Linked DNA regions of Mus musculus: regions 2, 3, 4 and 5 are each linked to region 1. The links are chromatin contacts, called in public promoter capture Hi-C maps. All regions are on one chromosome and are shown on one strand. The core of a region is the stretch at or near the end of the contact, and the rest is flanking DNA. Distances in the headings are between cores, read along the strand shown.

The links. Promoter capture Hi-C pulls out the DNA fragments that hold promoters and counts their contacts. Capture Hi-C pulls out chosen DNA fragments and counts their contacts.
Region 2: a contact with region 1 is called in a promoter capture Hi-C map of the HPC-7 cell line. The contact joins the promoter of Olr1 here to the promoter of Cd69 in region 1. A contact is called at or near these places in 15 of 39 promoter capture datasets (the 3T3-L1 cell line, 3T3-L1-derived adipocytes, the C10 cell line and 10 more), 14 of 484 Hi-C or Micro-C datasets (the AML12 cell line, the HL-1 cell line, bone marrow-derived dendritic cells and 11 more), 1 of 115 datasets of contacts at active chromatin or transcription factors (pancreatic cancer cells) and 3 of 9 other capture datasets (adipose tissue, liver and macrophages).
Region 3: a contact with region 1 is called in a promoter capture Hi-C map of adipose tissue, with 2.9 times the contacts expected there. The contact joins the promoter of Clec7a here to the promoter of Cd69 in region 1. A contact is called at or near these places in 4 of 39 promoter capture datasets (the C10 cell line, the HPC-7 cell line, liver and 1 more), 6 of 484 Hi-C or Micro-C datasets (embryonic stem cells, liver, myeloid progenitors and 1 more), 1 of 115 datasets of contacts at active chromatin or transcription factors (bone marrow-derived macrophages) and 2 of 9 other capture datasets (adipose tissue and liver).
Region 4: a contact with region 1 is called in a promoter capture Hi-C map of liver. The contact joins the enhancer-like site here to the promoter of Cd69 in region 1. A contact is called at or near these places in 12 of 39 promoter capture datasets (the C10 cell line, the HPC-7 cell line, cranial neural crest and 9 more), 1 of 115 datasets of contacts at active chromatin or transcription factors (embryonic stem cells) and 4 of 9 other capture datasets (adipose tissue, liver, macrophages and 1 more).
Region 5: a contact with region 1 is called in a promoter capture Hi-C map of liver, with 3 times the contacts expected there. The contact joins the enhancer-like site here to the promoter of Cd69 in region 1. A contact is called at or near these places in 15 of 39 promoter capture datasets (the 3T3-L1 cell line, 3T3-L1-derived adipocytes, the C10 cell line and 9 more), 1 of 115 datasets of contacts at active chromatin or transcription factors (CD8 T cells) and 2 of 9 other capture datasets (adipose tissue and liver).

What each region holds. Positions count from the first base shown.
Region 1 is chr6:129,274,115-129,276,619 of GRCm38.p6, forward strand. Cd69 (CD69 antigen) reads right to left here and starts at 1,255. Exons shown (of 5, transcript NM_001033122.4): 1 at 1,108-1,255. The coding sequence starts at 1,171.
Region 2 is chr6:129,505,914-129,508,418 of GRCm38.p6, forward strand. It overlaps Olr1 (oxidized low density lipoprotein (lectin-like) receptor 1), which reads right to left and starts at 1,252. Exons shown (of 8, transcript NM_138648.2): 1 at 1,122-1,252. The coding sequence starts at 1,194.
Region 3 is chr6:129,471,534-129,474,038 of GRCm38.p6, forward strand. It overlaps Clec7a (C-type lectin domain family 7, member a), which reads right to left and starts at 1,252. Exons shown (of 5, transcript NM_001309637.2): 1 at 1,050-1,252. The coding sequence starts at 1,152. All of the region lies in intron 2 of Gm45969 (a long non-coding RNA gene), which reads left to right.
Region 4 is chr6:129,112,162-129,114,666 of GRCm38.p6, forward strand. No RefSeq gene overlaps it. Among named protein-coding and RNA genes, the nearest start is that of Clec2e, 13 kb to the left of the region's middle. Within about 2 kb of position 1,255, at least 32 of the 459 cell types and tissues checked have an H3K27ac peak or open chromatin away from gene starts, as enhancers often do. A contact at or near this core is called in the HPC-7 cell line, adipose tissue and liver, where this site is marked.
Region 5 is chr6:129,421,952-129,424,456 of GRCm38.p6, forward strand. It overlaps Clec9a (C-type lectin domain family 9, member a), which reads left to right. Exons shown (of 7, transcript NM_001205363.1): 7 at 275-2,505. The coding sequence ends at 407. It also overlaps a transcript of Clec12b not described here. Among named protein-coding and RNA genes, the nearest start is that of Clec9a, 14 kb to the left of the region's middle. Within about 2 kb of position 1,255, at least 103 of the 459 cell types and tissues checked have an H3K27ac peak or open chromatin away from gene starts, as enhancers often do. A contact at or near this core is called in the HPC-7 cell line, adipose tissue and liver, where this site is marked.

The DNA of each region.
Region 1 (2,505 bases), core at 5-2,504:
ATTTGGTCTTTCCTTCATTCCACTATTTATTATAGTTTCATTATTATCTGCTTTTTAAAAAAAATTTAAGTGAGACATATAGGTATGGGTTGCTTAGGTATCTAAAAATGAATATTGTAGACTTTATATCTATGTTTTTGACTTCATGCTCTCAAAGAAGGGATGAGATTTTAAAGGTAACTGAGACTTTTAAAAAATTTTTTATTTTTAATTTTTTTACACAACAAGACAACTTGACAGAGAAACTCAGAAAATAATTCGTTCCTCACCAACTATCTTGGCGGTGTTGGTCATAGCAAATCCCTTTATTAACTGGATCGCTCGTGCTTTCAAATAACTCTCATTCCCAAGTGCTAAGTGCTGGAGGGCTCCTTACAACTCAGATAGAAACAGACAGAAGAGACAGAAATGTGAAGGGTGATCATGCTTTTGTAAAAAGGAAGAAAAATATATAGTCATAGAATTTGAAGTGATTCATTGGAGGAGAGAGACAGAACAAAATGTAAGGAGGAGATTCCATAGGTCTCTGCAGAAGATGACATTTTAATGACAGGGTTACATTCTAATGCATCACCATATGACACTGCACATGTTCAGGTGTGTGTAATGCTGTTTTCTCTGAGCCTGGAGACCCGAATGCTGCTAACCACTGGAGGATTCATGAGGAGAACACTAATGAGGGAATACACACAGAAAGCAGGCAAATGGATAAGGAAAGAGCAAGAACGTAACTCTTTGTGTGAAAAACAGAGTTCTTCATAAAGAAAAGGATAAAACTTACTGATGATGGTGGTTATGGGAAAACTATAGAGAATAACTAGGTCAAGCCAGGCAATTTATCATTTATCATTTAAATCCACGAGTTGAGATGTTACAAATCTATTCAAAGGAAAAGTCCTTTCAAGATCATCTGAAAGTCATATAGCTCTCTCTCATACAAGTATCTTGTCTTCTCATAGCTAGAGAGGTATTTACCTATGCCCAGTTTCTCTTTTACTGATTGAAACAGAACATAACCAAGTCCTCTGATAATCTCTCCATTCTCCGCTCTATTCCACACATCAAATGTAGAGATCATTCCAGAATGTAAGAAATCACATGACTTACCCTTCTGCCCTCTCTCCAGATGTGAAGAGCTATTTTCCGTTATAGAACAGTTTTCAGAATCCATCCTTTTTAATTTTTTTCCCCTCAAGGTCCCTGGCGACTCTCAAGTGGTCCACGGAGAGATGTAGCTGGAGCTGTCTTGTTCAGTGTCTTGATCTCGGAGGATTTCAGCCTTTATACTCGATTAGGCTCCACCCCTTCCTCCTACCCTGTACTCACTCAACTCAGCCAGTTCTCTTTAATTTATGCTCCAGCGGCCTAGACACTTCACCGTGTGTTGTTGTGGTGAGCTGCGGGTTTTCCCTGCTGTCTGAAATGTGCTTTCTCACAACTGTAGCTTCAAGAGGAAGAGATAAATGGGATTTTCCCAGAATCGAAGACATCCTTCCACAAACTTTTAAAAACACAAATAACTTAGGAAATGGTATAATCTAAACAAGGAGCTAAAAGTTTGAGATTGCTGTATTTGACATGGAAAAGCACTGGAAGAGAGAGTAAAACTTTTTCATGCAATCCTTTGCATTGGTTTCTTTGTATATGTAGGCAGGTACAGGCATTTATTGAATACCCATTATGTACCAGGTGCTGTTGGTGGCCAGAAGATGTACTGTTGAGTAGGGATTTTAAAATCTCTATCTTTGTGGCTCTCTCTCTCCCTCTCTCTCAATTGGACAAGTTTTATTTAGTTAATTATGGATTTAAAACGTGTGGCATTCACTTCTTTTTTCCCCAGAGACTAGTTCTTTCAAGTGTCAGGAGTTGCTTTAGTGCAGGAAACAGAAAGCTTGTGGTCTGAAACTTCCTCGGTGTGATCTAAAACTGTTTCTCTTCAGTTATCTATTTCATCATCCCTTGCTCATTTTCTTGTCATCCTCCACTGTCAAACTTACTTTGTCTCACTGCAGAATATCTCCTTCTATTTCCCCATGTCCTTTTCAGGTGTCTGTGGCCTCGGATATTTGGAAGATGATCCCTATACACATATCTTCCCATGATATCCATCTCATTCAGATAAGTTATTGAGCACCACATAAATGCAGAAAATGTCTGTTTTGGTAAGTCAAGTGTGAGGATCTTAAAAAATTACAAGCATGATTTCTTACATTCTGGAATGATCTCTACATTTGACATATGGAATAGAGCAGAGAATGGAGAGATTGTCAAAGGACCTGGAGTAAAGTTGTCTGGTTTGCCTTTGTGAAGATATAATGCTTAGGTTGCTTGGAAGGTACCGGCACAGACAACTGAGGTGAGCCAGCAGGTGGATTTGTCTGCTTGAGACACAGACAGGTACATGCTGGTCCTAATGTGCCTTTTTGTTCTCAGTATCTTTCCTGCACAGCAGCTGGGATGAGATTAAGTATGTCATATCATCTTGTTGAGAACATTCAGCTCACC
Region 2 (2,505 bases), core at 2-2,501, 230 kb after region 1:
TCACCCTTATCCTACCCATTGAAAGATTTCAGGCTTACTTACAGACACAGTCTGTCTTCCCTCCTCTTCTTATACTTTGTTCCTTTTTTTCCTGAGTCTGGGTTTCTCTGTGTTTCCCTGGCTGTCCTAAAGCTCACTCTGTAGAGAAGGCTGACCTGCCTCTGCCTCCCAAGTGTTAAGATTAAAGGTGTGCACCACCACCACCTGGCCTTTTCCTCTTAATTTTATAAAATAAAAGACATTTTATCTGTAGTTGTCTACAAAAATGAGTTATCAATTAAACCTAAATAATTCAATTTACTGTAGTAGCCAAATACAAATTACAATTTTTCTTTTTTCTTTCTTTCTTTCTTTCCTTCTTTCTTTCTTTCTTTCTTTCTTTCTTTCTTTCTTTCTTTCTTTTTTTTTATTAGATATTTTCTTCATTTACATTTCTTTTTTTTGGATTTTTTATTAGATATTTTCTTCATTTACATTTCAAATGGTATTCCCTTTCCTAGTTTTCTCTCTGAAAGTCCCCTATACCCTCCCCCCAACCCTGCTCCCCAACCCACCCACTCCTGCTTCCTGGTCAAAGCAATGATGGACAAGAAAGTCTAACGTATATTCAGTCATACTGAATATACCAAATTTGCTTTAGATAATTCACAAAGCACTTCAGATTTTTGCAGTACTTCAGCAACACACATAAAAACAATTAGTGTGTGCTCTAAATGGATGCATTTTCGCCCATTTTTTTTTTTTTATGGATTGGATTCTTCATACATGGGAATCTGGTATGATTTTGGCTCTACTCTGATTAATTCAAGGAAACTGAGTGACTTTATTACTCCTCCTGAGTTAACTTTATATGGAAGGCAGATAATATAAGTACTACAATTAGTAGAAAGCATTAATTTAAAGCCGTAGCATGGAGAACAGCTTATACTAAAGATGTAGTATCAGCTAGTTGTTATCTTGAATCCTACTTGCTTTCCTTCTAAATAAATGGTCTTGGTCTCTTGTATTTTCTTATATTTGAATGGCTTTACCCTCTAACCTCATTCCTCAGTACATTTAATTTATATTTCTGAGCTAAGCCTGGCATTCTGTCTCTATAAGCATCTACCCACCCCTGTTACCTTTAGGCTTCTTGCCACATGACTTCTGATCAGGCTCGTCATTCGCAGGCTTCATCTTGTCATCAAAAGTCATCTCCAAATTCCTGCTAAGAGTGAAAAACTGAAACAGTCGAGGACCTCAGCCAACTGCCAGTGTGCGGAGCTTCTGTTGCAGTTTAAATAGCCGCTCTTATCTAGCAGAGGATGACTCAACCGTCGCGGGAGGAAAGGAAGCTTTGCTTCATATTGGAAAGTTGGCTAACACAAATTCTTAGGTTGTGTCTCTTGTGGGTGGGGAGAATTATATCCAGTCATGCTTCATGACCTTTCACTAAGAAACAGACAGCAGGGGAAAGAGGGCTGACCACGACAATTATAGGAAAGATACTGCAGACAAATCAGATAAGGGTTTGGAAGTCAAAGAAGCACATTCTTCAAGTTAGGTGATTGGACTGGATGGTTCGACTTGTTTGTTCACATTTTTCTGTTTGCTGATTCACCAAAGCAGATTGTCGCTATATGGTGTCTGTTTTATAAGCACCATGTTTTACTTTTAATAGTTTTAATGAGCAATCAGAAATATGACTTAAGTCACATAGGATTTCCATTCCTGGCCCTGAGTGCTGGAGTTTAGGGGAAGTCTTGAGTACAGAGACTTTAAACAGCAGCAGCAGCCCAGTAGAAATAGCTAGAGTAAGTCTTAGATCTTTCCCTGGGTCTGTCATCTCAGGAAATATTTATATTGAATCTACATATTTGTCTGGAGTTTGAGGATAATGTATGTTTGATAACGTTCCAATGGCCAGGTATAGTGGCATTAACCTGTAACCAAACACTTGGCTCAGGTAATGTTTCAATAGGAGCTTAGATGTAAAAATGACAGGTTTTTGTAGTTGGAACATAAAAGTCAGAAATAATAGTTAAAACTGCTACTAATTGTAGTATCCAGGATACTTAAATTGATTAGAAAAGAGTATGTTTTACTCTGACCTATGCCTTGGCTTTTTATACCTATATACACCATGAAAAGATATGTCTCTGAAATTACTTATACTTTTTAACATGTGTGTGTGTGTGTGTGTGTGTGTGTGTGTGTGTGTGTGCACTTGAGCTTGCTTGTATGTGTGCAAAACACAGATACAAGTGGAGGTCAGAGGGCAAATCAGGTATTGGTAGGCCCTGGTCTCTCACTGATTAAGGAAAGGTCTCTTATTGCCTGATACATGCTCCAGGCTAGCTGATCTGAAAGATTCCAGATTCCCTCCTATCTCTGCCCTCCATCTCACAGTAGGAGTGCTAAGATTATGGACAGGACAGGTGTTTGACCAACTCTCGAGTTCCTAACTCAGGTTCAGCCCTTGCATGTGTTTTTGTGAAAGTAAAGTAACCCTCTTATAGACTAAAC
Region 3 (2,505 bases), core at 2-2,501, 200 kb after region 1:
TAGACTATTTTCCAAGCAAATTTCACAAGAGAGTGATTGTGTAAGTGGTTATAAATAATTGCATAATGTGAACATCAAAAAGCGGAAGAAAACAAACTGACATTAGAACCCGTCAGTCATCTCTTCCTTTAAGTTAACAGCGAACTGATTTTTGTTTTAAGCTGATGATACCAACAACAGAAAGCCAAGTCATAGAGCTGCCCAATAGGTGACCCTGAAAGAGACTAAAACACTCACTCCGTGTTAGGACTTTAATGTCCTTTATTCTTGTCTTGTTTCCGTTTTAATATCTATCTCCTGATAATGAGACATTTTAATGTAGCTTGTGTTTTCCATAGCTGACATACTAACATCTCGTTTTATAAAATCCAAATTAATCTCTTACCAAAAGAGCATAGCGGATTTGGGATTTACACCCCATGACTCCTGGCTTCTCTTTGGGTTTAACCAAAGATGCATTCATTTTTATTTCCCACACACTCCTCTATGGTTGCATAGAGGACCATGACTTTAGCATACTGTGTTGTATGATTGTACAGGTTGTTCGTTTATCTGTTTCCTGGCCCCCTCACAAGTTGCTAAAAAACAAGGAAAAAGCAACTCTACTAAAATTCTTTCATCTTTCTCTTTTACTCATGTTACCAGTGCTACCTCTGACTGTAGAGTAGAGTAGTCCTGTTTTCTGCCATAAACCAAAAGCAATTTGTGGAAGTCGTTGATGACTTCCAGCAGTCTTTAAAACTATACACACACACACACACACACACACACGTGTGTGTATACATGTATATATATATATATATACATATATATATATATATATATACATATATATACATACATACATATATATGTGTGTATACATGTATATATATATATATACATATCATATACATACCACATATACCAAATATATATCATACACACACGCATATATGAAAATATATTTTTGTAGGCAGTTCTACAAATCAAGAATCTCTCCAGGTCTCTACTTCTGTTATTTCAGTTAATGAGAACAAAGGTGCTGTTAGCAGAAAGAAAATGGATACCTTTCTCTGATCCCCTGGGCCTTTTATGGATGTCTTGAGTGCTGAAGTCTAATTGAGTATATCCATCTTCATCCAGATTCTCTATATGAGAGTGATATTTCATTGCTTCACAGGGCCCTAGGTAGGCAGAGCACTTGAATGTTCTTTACTATAAAATAACTGCCAGGATGAGGCTCACTAACCCAAACCCTGAAACAGCCCTTTGCGAGGTTCATGGAGCACAGCTTAAGTAGTCAAGCCAGTGCCCAAAGCAGGAAATGAAAACGCGTTGGAGTAATTTCCCTTTTTTCCTCTAGATCCTGTTTCTGAGGCTGTAACTTCTGAAGAAAACTGAAATGCTGTATGATGCATGACTGTCGTTTTAGATCAACTGTATGACTGATCCATTGACTACAGTCTTAAAAGACATTGGTTACACTCCCCATTGAAACTGACACGATTAATTGGTATGGCCTACATAAACTTTTAAGCAGTTTGAGTGTCTTGAATTCGACACTGGCTTGTTAGAACTCTGATTGCATCCCCACATCCTTTCATGTGTTCATGCCATCCATTGTAGTAAATACTCTATAACTGCCTGGAGTCGGCAGCATTGGCGGAAGGCTCTCCACAAGGAAATTTATTGCCTGATGGAGGAATCACAGCTGAGCATCCAAAGTACATCACTCCAGCGACACAAAGCGAATGATTCTCTTGGAGGTTTATCATGGAGTAGAAATAGATAGGCGCAAACATTTACTGGGAATGATTCTGCCTTAGTTACTTCACAGCACACCCGCATTCTCATTCTGTCGCCCTCTCTAAGAATTACGCTTTAGCACATATTAGCATTACTATTTTCAAATAAGGAGAAGAAGACATGGATACTCGAAGATGGAAATTTCAAAACTAGAACAAGGGACTAGAACAAAGTCTACTAAGTTTTTAAGACTTGGAATTACTTACTGTTGCACTGGCTTCATTCTTCTGGACTCTTATGATACATATAATAGCCTGAAACATAAAAATAAATTCTCATTCTCTCTCTCTCTCTCTCTCTCTCTCTCTCTCTCTCTCTCCTCTCTTGCAATTCTCAGATTAACAAAAAATGATCAAATAAGTACAGTTTTGAAACAACCATCACTTGATTACTGCTGTAAGTCAACAAGGAGAACATCAAAGAAATGAGAATAGACTTAGTTTAAGGATATGATTGAATTGGAGAAGAAGGTTTTCCATGAATGGAAGTCAGAGTCCACAAAACAAAATTTGAAGACTTTTTCAAGGCTAGAGTGTGCTAATAAAAAAAAAGCTGCAATACTAAAGGGATAGCTAGAGTGAGTCTTCATCAGGACTTGTCAATTGGCACTTATTAAACTAAGAAACTCCTCATCTTTATGACTTGAGGCAGTGGCACACCTGGAAACAATGCACTCTCCTCCAATTCCCAGAGACTGTGAGGAAGAGCAAGGACAAT
Region 4 (2,505 bases), core at 5-2,504, 160 kb before region 1:
AGAGCACTTTTGACTCCACTTGGTCTGATATATGTAAAAGTTGATTTACTTGATGGAAAGGGGAGAAAGAAAGGAAGCTTGCTGAGCCTCTTGTTGGTAAATTTGAAGCTGGTATAGAGCCAGTGGGTATGCAAAATAGTTGAGCTGTTGTGGAAGACATTAGAGTCCATTATTAAAGAAGTAAAGAAAGAATTGATGACATTTTGACTGAATGACTCAATGATAAAGAGCACCAAATGATCCAGTGCATATCTGAAGGATTAGATACAGGACTGGTGTTATTGCAACAGAATTTACCACTGCCAAAACATAGCAACAGACAAGCTTGCCTCCCCCCAGGAACATTTAGACAGTGGGTGTTGTGTGCACAGATCATATTCTTCAGCCTTAAGAAAAAAATGACCTATTAGATTTTGTTGACCACATATGCACACTGAGGAAGACTTCAAACTCCAGGGCTGCCTTTTCTACTTCTCCCTTCCAGAGCAGGAGAGCAGAGATGCCGGTTCCTGTTTGTGTCTCCTATCACAATGGCATCACCTTTCACCTCAGGAAAGTAGACAGGAGGCCAAACTCTTCCAGTAAAATGTTTCTGCCCAAAGATCAACACTGACACATGAGGACTTGGTCTTTGAGCAGACAAGCTCAATGACTGTCATGACAGGAAGGCCTCCCCAAACCACTTCATGTGACCCCTGGGACTGCTATAGGAGTCTGTGGTCAGATATCTAAGGGAATATTGAATAGAGGGGACAGCTCAGCACAAGATCCTTGGAAAGATGAAAGGTGTTGAGACTACTTGTGCCCTGGTGACTCAAAGAGAGGCTCATGAGATGGAAAGGAAAAAGAAGGGGAAGGAGGAGCAGATGGTAAAGTGCACCAGGTACAAAATGTACCAGATAAAGCCAGGTTTTTGTGAAGTGAAGTACAACATGCTGGAGAAGATAAACATGTGTCCTGTGTATGATGTGGCAGGAGGTGTGGGTTGTACATAGAATGTGTTGCAGGTGGTGTGGATTCTACATAGTATGTAGGGTAAGTGGTATGGGTCCCATGTAGGAGGTGGGCCAAGTGACCTATGGGAAGCACGCTTCCTGTGGCTGGACATTTCCTGTAGTCTTTCCTGATCTGCAACCTGAACCTGATGTAAAGACCACCAAGGACCCCACAGAGCAAGGACAGTGCAGACCAGTGCAGACCAGTGCAGACCAGTGCAGACCAGTGCAGACACATCAAGGAAGTGGTGTGTAATTTTGTCAAGTACTGTTTCCCCTCTGCATTCACTGAGATGACCAAATGCCTTTTGTCTTCCTGTTTGCTTCTATTTATACTGTTAGATAATGTTGTCCATTCATCATTTCCTATCTCCCATTAGTGCTTTGTCTGGGGCTCTGTTAGCACACTGAGCATGTTTATGACAATTGCTTTTTAATCTGACAAGCAGCTCATAAATCTTAAGTGACACCTTAGTCTACTAAGCATCATTTTGATGGGACCATCTTTCTCTGTTGGATTTGTATACAATTCTCATTCTCTCTGTCTCTCTGTCTCTCTGTCTCTCTGTCTCTCTGTCTCTCTCTCATACACACACACACACACACACACACAAGACAAAGTTCCTTTACATAGCACTGACTGTTCTGGAATTCACTCTGTAGATTAGACTGGCCTTGAACTCACAGAAGTTCACCTGCCTTTACTTCCTGAGTTCTGGGATCAAAGGCTTACAGCACTATGCCCTGTTCTCACAATGACTTAAGAATTTGCAAACCAAGTCAGCTGTTCCAGGCATTACAAATGCTCTCCACCCAAGGGAACTCTTCATCAATCAGCCCAGATAGAAATAAACACATTCCTCAAATCTTTCCCATGTCTCACTCTCCTTAGAAGCTGCCTGGGAACTGCACTTGCAACATGCTGTTTCCTTTATGTTCTGTTGGCTCCGACAGTGTGATTTGTCAGGGCAGGGTCACTAATCTCTGTGTTCTTCTTCCCACTGTAGCCACTTTGAAGAAGTCTCCCTTTTCTAATCCCCTGCCCCATACACACACTATTGGCTTCTCTAGTATGGGTGGCTGAAGCTGCCTTCTTGGGCTACAGACTGAAATGGAAGTGGTGACATTCCCTCCCATACACAATCCAAGTAAGATGGCTGGATGAGTTCCCCAAGCATGAACTCTCAGAGGGTTTTATTTCTGTATGTACAACAATGATAGTAGGGTTTTCCCTGGTGTAATGGTTATGCAGGCATTTGGTGCTGTTCTCTAGATTCTATATCAGGCAAAGTGATGTCAGCTTACTGCATGCTCCCCACAGACCCATGAGGCTCTGGGTGCTTCTGGTCACTTCACACCGTAGCCAGCGCCTGTTAAAGAGAACATCACACCTCAGAAAGGTTACTTCTCACAGCATCGTTGTGGATTCCTTGAAGCAACAGAGAGCTTAGTAAGACCTCAGTGTCCACAAAGCACCATTTGAATCTTCTGCTAAGACCATTTGTCTTCT
Region 5 (2,505 bases), core at 5-2,504, 150 kb after region 1:
GAGAACAGAGCCGAGAGAAACGCATTGGCTCTCACCTACCTTTATGCAAACATGGCTTGGTTTTCTTTAGAAACTATTTGTTCAAATTATATCAACATATCCTTTGTAAAACTTAATAGATGCTATTTGAAGGAGGACAAAACCACCACAGAAGGCTACCACATTAAAGCAAACTAAAATAAATCCAACAGCATCTCTGGAGAGTTTCCCTTTCAAATACCACTGTCATCTTCACATCTAACCTCTAACCTGAGAAGTTACCTTACTTTTTCAGGTTGCCAGCAGAAAGACAGCGATCAGCCGGCCAGATCTGTGGATACCTCAAAGATTCTACTCTCATCTCAGATAAGTGCGATAGCTGGAAATATTTTATCTGTGAGAAGAAGGCATTTGGATCCTGCATCTGAAAGATACAACTCAAAGCTACCTGTTACACAAGTGTTTGAAAGAGGCCAAAGAGCAAACACAGGAGGAGATTGATGTGAGACTATGAAGGCAAGCTTGATTTTTTATTTACACTTGGCAATAGTCTGTAACGCTTTGCAGATTTCAGTTGACCTTGTCCATTGTGCCAAGGAAAAAATTGATTTAGAGCTACAGAAGATCTGACTCAGTGAGAACAAAGAAGAGAAAATAATTTCCTGTGTGTTTGAAAGTCCAAAGTGACGATCCATACCACACCGAGATCTAGCTGTCCTTGTGGGAGTTTTTATGCAATCCTTGGTTTGTACTTTTAGTAAACAATTCTATCTACTATACTTACAACTGACAAAATTTTCTTCAGGTCACCTTCCAGTAATTATAGATCATAAGATCACACACTGAGAGGAGAGAGATGGATTTCTAAACTGTAGTATTACCACCAATCATACGCCAGGGGTCCTTTGGCTCTAGGTAAAAATGAGCAGAATGGGGACCTCCAGTGTTTTTAATCTTCTTCTGAGGCCCAGGGCCTGGGGGATGACCTCACAGATATAGAGATTTACAGTTTCTAACCCTTGGAGCTAGGGGGCTATTGCTCCGGGATCTGAGTGCTCAGGTTGAAGGCTTATAGCTTTTCGTTTTAATCACTACTGGCTCTGGGTCTTGGCAGCTTTTACAATCCCTAACCTTTAGCAGCAATACCAGACAGCAGTCAGTAGCAGCAAGCAGCTCCCACTAGTGTTATAGCTCTTGGATGGCTTTAGGGTGGTGGGGCATTAACTCTGCAGTGACTACTATTACAGTCCTCTGGTCTAGAATGCAGGAATCTCCCATCAGCCCTTGTTGGCTGTTAGTGTTACAGCTCTCAGCATAGGTTTTCTGTGATCCTTGGTTCCAAAGACTGCAGCTGCTTGGCACTCTTCCAGGTCTCCAAGCCCGTGTTTCTCCTTCCTGGTTGGCCACAGTCTTCTGTCTTTACTCAGCCTTGCTTTTCTGCCTTCTCTCATTTCTCTAACTCTACCATTCCTCAGTCTCTCTGTTTCTGCTGCCCATCCTTTCTGCCATGACCCATCTCTGGAATTTTTCAGGTGTTCTCTTGTCTGTCGACTGCCACGGTAACTGCTGTCACCACTAGAGCTGCTTGCTCTGCTTGGTTGCCTTTGCTCCCATCTTGTGCTTCTGCATCTTCTCTTTGTGTTAGCAGCTCAGGCTACTCTTCTAATGCAGGGCAAAGGAGGAGAAAAAGGACCATTCGGGAAGTCTTTTATTGGTGTTAATGTTACAGCATCAGGAGTGTCAGAGGAGGGGGTGTCCTGGCTGACTCTAAAACTGAACTAAACAGCCCATTTAATAGATAAGAAGTGGGTGTAGTGCGGGTGTCTGCACCTTCACAGTAGCTCTTCAAGGACTGTGTTTGCACCAATCACAGCACAGACTCTTGTTTACAGTCACAGATCTTCCCTAGGTTCATGGTTGGAAGTGCTCCCTCTCTGGCCCAAATGAGAACTGCAGGACAGGCTGGGCCTTGGGCAATTTGCCAAAAGGCTTCCCTTGCTTAGTTAGAGTGCTGTTTTCCATAGGCTATTCCAGTTGTGGGAGCAGTCACAACTGGAGCATGTCTTCAGCCATGGGGTGGTGGTATTCTTCAGTAGCTAGAGGGGCTTCAGAGTAAAGTGCCCAAACTGCTGGCTGGACTGTCATGAGGGCAGTCTGGCCAGATGTTAGTAAAAAGGCTGCTTGGCTGATAGCTTGAATTCACGTTCACAGACAATAAAAGTGTGTTTACAATAAATACTTAATAAAACCCCAGTACATGACAATTCGAATAGCACTTAGCAGTACTTCATAAAAATGAACATTTAACAGGGTTTAACTTCTGCCCCAAAGCTGTAGAGTCATTGAGTCCCTCTGATCTGCCTCAGAAGGAACCAGGGCTTTTTCTGTCTATGGTGCTTTTCAGACTGCAGAGTTCTGCTGGGAAAGGTACTCTTTGAATTTCATGTAGGGGAAGGATTAGCATGGACATCAGCATGTCCCATTGTGTAGGTGGAGCCTTCCATCCTATTGCTCACAGATCAAACG